Linked DNA regions of Mus musculus: region 1 is linked to region 2. The links are chromatin contacts, called in public Hi-C maps. All regions are on one chromosome and are shown on one strand. The core of a region is the stretch at or near the end of the contact, and the rest is flanking DNA. Distances in the headings are between cores, read along the strand shown. Region 1 overlaps Coq2 (coenzyme Q2 4-hydroxybenzoate polyprenyltransferase). Region 2 has its middle 7.4 kb from the start of Tmem150cos.

Region 1 (2,932 bases), core at 429-2,928, 590 kb after region 2:
TTATTTCTTAGGTGCTTCCTCCCTCACTACCGAATTCCACAGGATGCTCTCATCAACCACCTTTCATGACATAGTTAGAGTTTTAAAATAATAATCCTGATAATCTTAATAAATATGTAAGGTTTCTTGGCCAATGAGAATAAATGAACTCCTTTAAAGTATGAAAATTTATTTTCCATAAAACTTGATGGTTAACCTGACAGTCATGTACACACACCTGTACAGACACACACACACACACACACACACACACACACACACACCCTGTGCAGGATATAAAAACATGGCAGACAGTGTGAAGGAACTTACCCAAAGCCAACTGAGGCCAAAACGTGATTCTTTTCACTAGTGGGTAGGTGACGACAAGAAGTAAGGACGCTGCTCCCATTGCTATACTAGAAATAGAAGCTACAGGATTAGTGCATCATTCAGAAATCACTAAATATTTTCAAGTCATTAGTGATAATAATTGCAAGGTATTTTTGTATTTAGTAATATTTTTGTGAAAATTTTTTCTTAGAGTTTGACTTCACCTACTCTAGGAAATGATTAGAAAAGTACCTTACATGTCACAAAAACAACTAAAAACAAAAGCGAACCCACAGAGTACTTTCATGAACTAGGTACTATTGTTAGTGTTTCAACTCTTAATTTATTCTACAATCTTCACTAGGCAACAGGCAGTCTTAATCTCATCCCCTTTTGTAGAGTGGAAACTGAAGTGCAAAGCAATGCAGGAGCCAAGTGTCACCCAGCTTATCCATAGATAGGATAGGGACACTCAAATCTTACAGCAGCCCCGCTCCAGAGTCGCACCAGAGTAACCCACCCTGTACTGTTGGCCACCTCCAAATGGTGTGCAATAAACCGAAGTGTGTGTGCACATGTGTGTGCATGCATGTGTTTGTTTGTGTGTGCACATGCACGTGAGATGAGGAAAGGCTAACTTCAGATGTGATCCTGAGAGTGCTATCTTGCTTTCTGAGACAAGCGTGGAACCTGAGGGTCAGCAACCAGGAGAGGCCGGCTGGCAAGCCATCCCCAGAGATCTGCCTGCCTCGGCCCCCTGAGTGCTGGCATTCTAAACATACCCCATCCCTGACTTTACAGTGGGGGCTAAGGACTAAGCATACTTATGCAGCAAGGACTTCCCCAAGTGAGTCACGCCCCTAGCTCTCCATGTGCCTACCAGAGTTCATCAGACTGGCGAGGGTCCCTGCATACACAGCAGGCATTCTCAAGAGAGAGAAAATAGCAGAGCAGCACACACACCTCTAATCCTAGCAGTGGGGAGATGGAGGCAGGAGAATCTCTGAGTCTGAGGCCAGCCTGGTGTACAGAGTGAGATCCAGGACAGCCAGGGCTACATAGGTGAGACTCTGCTTTAAAAAAAAAAATCTATAAAACAAACAAACAAACAAACAAACAAAAAAAGAGAAAACAGCCACAGAAACATAAGCTGTTCCGAGGTCTCTCAAAGTTCACGTAACAGCCTTTCGTACTGTCAAAGCTGCTGGGCCCTTCATGACCAGGCCTAATCTCTTTTGTGGCACTCTCTGCTCTGCCCATCCTTACTCATGAAGCACTCTGAAAACAGCCATCTGATGCTGTGTCCCGTTAAGAGCCCCATGTGGGCCCTCTTGGCTTTCTCTTCTGCTATTTTGACTAGTTATAGTCTCTGGGAAAGATTCAGTTCCACTTTTTGCTAACTGAGCCCAACCACTTCTGCTTCCAGGTACTCAGCAATAACAGGCCACGTAGTATATGCACACATATTGTTGCACACACACCTGAGAACCCAGGGATGTGCTCTGTGTCCTATCAGGAGTACCTAGAGCAAACTCTACAATACTTCAGAGCGAGGCTGCTCTTGGCTGCGGTGTCTCGGAAGCAGATCTGACAGCGTGCTGAGGTCCTGTGCCCTGCTGACTCTCAGGCCCTTCACAGGGGTCAATAAGCAGATTTGTAATAAAGAGAATCCCCCTCTATCCCCACATTTTACATGTCAGAGGAGATATTTTACACACAACTGTGAAACCTCATCTGATGTACCTGTAGTAGTTTAAACACAGGAGAACGCCCAGTGCCAAGGTCAGCTGTCCCCCAAGGAAGACGAAGGACTGGAAGGTCGAAATGTCTCCAGCAGCGATTGGGCGGTTTGCTGTCCTTGTAACCTCAACACAGGAAAAGAGAGCCCTTCAGTTATATGCCAAGTCAGTCGTTCACATAAACAGTGATTAGCAGATGCTCCACGGGCTCCTGAGACAGTCAGGGCTGGCACTCGCCTCCAAGTCTGATGACCTGGAACCCACACAACAGGAGAGAAATGCTTCCTCCAGGTTTACTCTGACTTCCTCTCGTGAACGGTGTTTCCTTCACACATACAAATAAATGTTATTTCAAAATTAAAGTGAGGGCTGGAGAGATGGCCCAGCCGTTAAGAGCACTGGCTGCATTTTCAGAGGTCCTGAGTTCAACTCCCAGCAACCACAAGGTGGCTCTCAACCACCTGTAATAGAAAAAGGATCTGCTGCCCTCCTCTGGTACGCAAACATACATGCAGACAAAAGCATGTTAAAGGCTAAGGGCAGGCTCTTAGGAACAATTATGAACAGAGTGAAGTCCCATCAAGAACTAACACGGTGTATTTAAATAGTTTAAAGTGGCTGTAAAGGGGCTAAGTGCTGTGACACCATTCCCAGCCCCACCTCCAAACTAACAGTGTCTTCCAGATCTAGATACATAGCCGCTCAGCTCAGCAAGCCCACATCCAGCTCCCATACACAGGCAAGGTGGCGAAATAACAGGCTTTCTCGGGAGCAAGGGACCGCAGCAGATACGGAGTAAAGCTCACGTCCTGCTCTGAGAACGGGAAGCAGTGAGTCAGAGGTCAGTGCAGAGAGATGAGCCGATGTGTCTGCCACACTCCTGA
Region 2 (2,917 bases), core at 59-2,558:
AGACAGACACACACACACACACACACAGAGGGAGGAAGGGGACAGGCTGGACAGTTTGTGGTGGTTAGTTCTCTTCCCTTCCATCTGGGGCAGGGGTCAGACGGAGGCTGTGGGTCTTGCTAGTGGCAGGGAACTTTATCCACTGAGCCCTCTCGTTTGTGTTATGTTTGGTTTTTCTGAGACAGGGTTTCTCTGTGTAGCCCTGGCTGTCCTGGAACTTGTTCTGTAGACCAGGCTGGCCTCGAATTTAGGGATCCACTTGCCTCTGCCTCCTGAGTGCTGGGATTAAAGGTGTGGGTCACCACTGCCCTCTCGTTTTTTTAAAAGGCTATATTAAAAAAATACTTAAAGGAAATAGTTATTTTTGTAATTAAGAAAATGGTGTAGGAATCATTTTGGGGGGATGCATTGGATAAGGGGTAAAGTCTTGGAAATATGAGGAGGAAGGGGACAGGAAAAAATGTTACATTGATTCAGGTTTTGTCACTAGGAAATAGAATAAATTCATGTTAAGTCATAGAAATGGGAATAATTTGTAAATGGTGAAATCACATCCAACGAAAGGATTCACTTCATGCGTACATATATATTTGTAGACAAGTTCATGGGCAGATGGCAGACAGATTATCCTTTAATAACAGCAATTAGAAAAGTAAGGACTTGAGAGACAGCCTGGTGTGGTGGCACATCTCTTTAATCCCAGCCCTGGAGGAAAGCCTTTAATTGTGGCAAAGGTAGGAACTCTGTTCCAGGCCAGCTTGCCTATAGGAGTAGTTTCAGGATCTCCAAGGCTACTCAAACAAAAAACCAGCCAAACAACAACAATAAGTCAAAATTAAAAACAAAAATCAAAAACATCTTTAAGGGGCCGGAGATGGCTCAGTGGTCCTTGCAGAGGACTGGAGTTTGATTCCTTGCGGTGGCTCACAACCATCTAATTCTGATCCCAGGACATCTGACGCCTCTCCCTGCACCAGGCTCTCGTGTGGTCCACAGGCATACATGCAGTCAGATGTGTGTGATAACATTTGGGTTTTTCCCGGTCTCTCTGTTTATAGCCGGGGGCAAGGGACTCCTTGTCAAGCTAGATATATTTTGGTGTTTTTCCCTCAGTAGCACTGACTTCCAGTGTTTTACCGTAGTTTGAGGGAGAGAAATCTCAGAAGCTGGCTCTAATCAGCAATTCTGGAGCTGAGAGGTCTGCTGTTTAGGCTGGCTTTGGTGGCTGAGAGTCACTGATGTTTCCAGGGTTGGTTGACAGCAGGGCCTTAAATGCCTGTGTGGGTGCAGGACCGGCTCTGCCCAGCAGGTGGTGCTGCTTCCCCACAGCCCCGTTGAAAGGCATCAGGTGGGAACAGGGAGGGAGCAGGGACATGACTAACAGTTCATTTATCTTTAAAAGCCAGTAACAGGCTATTGCAAGAGCAGAGGAGTTAGACAAAGTTTTGGCAGTAATACCAACCACAACCCACCCGCTAATCCCCTTTCCTCTCCTGTATCAAACACATTTTAAAAAATACATTCCTTTTGGGTAGACAAGTTTTAGCAGCAGTGTTTAAAGGGGCTTGTTTTCAGGAATTTTTTTTTTTTTACTCCTATAAAAAAATAATTAAATATACTATGTCCCATAACAGTTTGCTATACTACCACCTGTGCCTTGATGTCCATATTATACCATCCTCAGTAATGTTCAACAATAATTTGCAGAGCTCGGCCTGGTGACTTGCAGTTACAATCCCTGGCAGGGGCCAGCCTGGTTTACATAGGGAGTTCCAGGCTGGTAGCCAAGGCCACGTGAGCTCTGTCTCAAAACAAATCAAAAATCCCGCAGTTGTTGCTGATAGAGTAATGAGTAAAATCTGCCCTTGAGTTTCTCTCAGGTTTATTCTGTCAAGACGTGAGTCCTGGGCTGACATGAGGGCACATTGTCCCTATGGTCAGCATGCATATCCTCTAGAGATGTTAGGAAACCAAACAAAGACAAAGTAAGGTCTGGGAGGGCGGGCAGGGCTTGTAACCTAATCATGGGAGACCAGATAGAGAAGGGGAGAGAACACTGTGTGTGGATTAAATGTAGAGATTTAGGTAGAAGTGCTGGGACTGGGGACTAGGGAGCCCCGTGGCTGAATACAGTTAGAGAGGTCTACAGAAGAGGCCTGACCATTAGGTTGTTGGATCCTAGTGAAATTCTTAGCCTGTACTCTAGATGTGGTCGGAAGCTACTGGGGAATTCTGAGCGGGACTGGGTGACTTAAATTGTGTTTGATGGAGAATGGGTTGCTATAGGAAGACCTATGAGAGGAGAGAGTTGGAAGCAGAAAGCGCTTGGGTGTTTTTAAAAAAGATTTAGTACGCGCGTGTGTGTGTGTGTGTGTGTGTGTGTGTGTGTGTGCCATCATGTGCTTGTGGGTGGAGGCCAGAAGATGGCATCAGATCTGAAACTGGAGTTACGGGGAGTTGTGGGCCACTTGAGGTAGATGCTGGGAACTACACGTAGGTGTTCTTCAAGGGCAGCAAGCGCTCTTTGCTGATGCTCCATCTCTTAAGGTCTCACTCAGGTATTTTGACCACAAAGGAATAAGGCGTTTTTACATAAACCAATGGAAGGCTTAGAGGAGGGACAGTTAGGGGAACCACCCCAGGAAGCCCCACAGTGGTGAGTTTGGGAACCGCCACGGTTGTCACAGCAATGGCTAACCCATGAAGCTGGCCAAGAAGTGGGGTACAAGCCTGCTTATTACAACCTCTCCAAACACTTGCATTTTAGTGACCTTAGAGTGTTTTACATCTCACTGAGTAACTCAGTTCCAGACCCTCCTGTAGGTATGTCTGGGAAATGTTTTTAATTTTTCAACTCCGCTAATTGCTCTGTCTGCCGGATCCTGTATCGGAGACTATTGTATGGAAGGGCTAGCAG

What was found. A called contact is a pair of places that touch in the nucleus more often than the background predicts.
Region 1: a contact with region 2 is called in a Hi-C map of B cells, with 4 times the contacts expected there. The contact joins two enhancer-like sites. A contact is called at or near these places in 1 of 39 promoter capture datasets (pre-B cells) and 6 of 484 Hi-C or Micro-C datasets (B cells, the G1E-ER4 cell line, cortical neurons and 1 more).

Annotation. Positions count from the first base shown.
Region 1 is chr5:100,661,528-100,664,459 of GRCm38.p6, forward strand. It overlaps Coq2 (coenzyme Q2 4-hydroxybenzoate polyprenyltransferase), which reads right to left. Exons shown (of 7, transcript NM_027978.2): 3 at 2,053-2,174; 4 at 310-395. Among named protein-coding and RNA genes, the nearest start is that of Coq2, 11 kb to the right of the region's middle. Within about 2 kb of position 1,679, at least 91 of the 459 cell types and tissues checked have an H3K27ac peak or open chromatin away from gene starts, as enhancers often do. A contact at or near this core is called in B cells, where this site is marked.
Region 2 is chr5:100,069,088-100,072,004 of GRCm38.p6, forward strand. No RefSeq gene overlaps it. Among named protein-coding and RNA genes, the nearest start is that of Tmem150cos, 7.4 kb to the right of the region's middle. Within about 2 kb of position 1,309, at least 11 of the 459 cell types and tissues checked have an H3K27ac peak or open chromatin away from gene starts, as enhancers often do. A contact at or near this core is called in B cells, where this site is marked.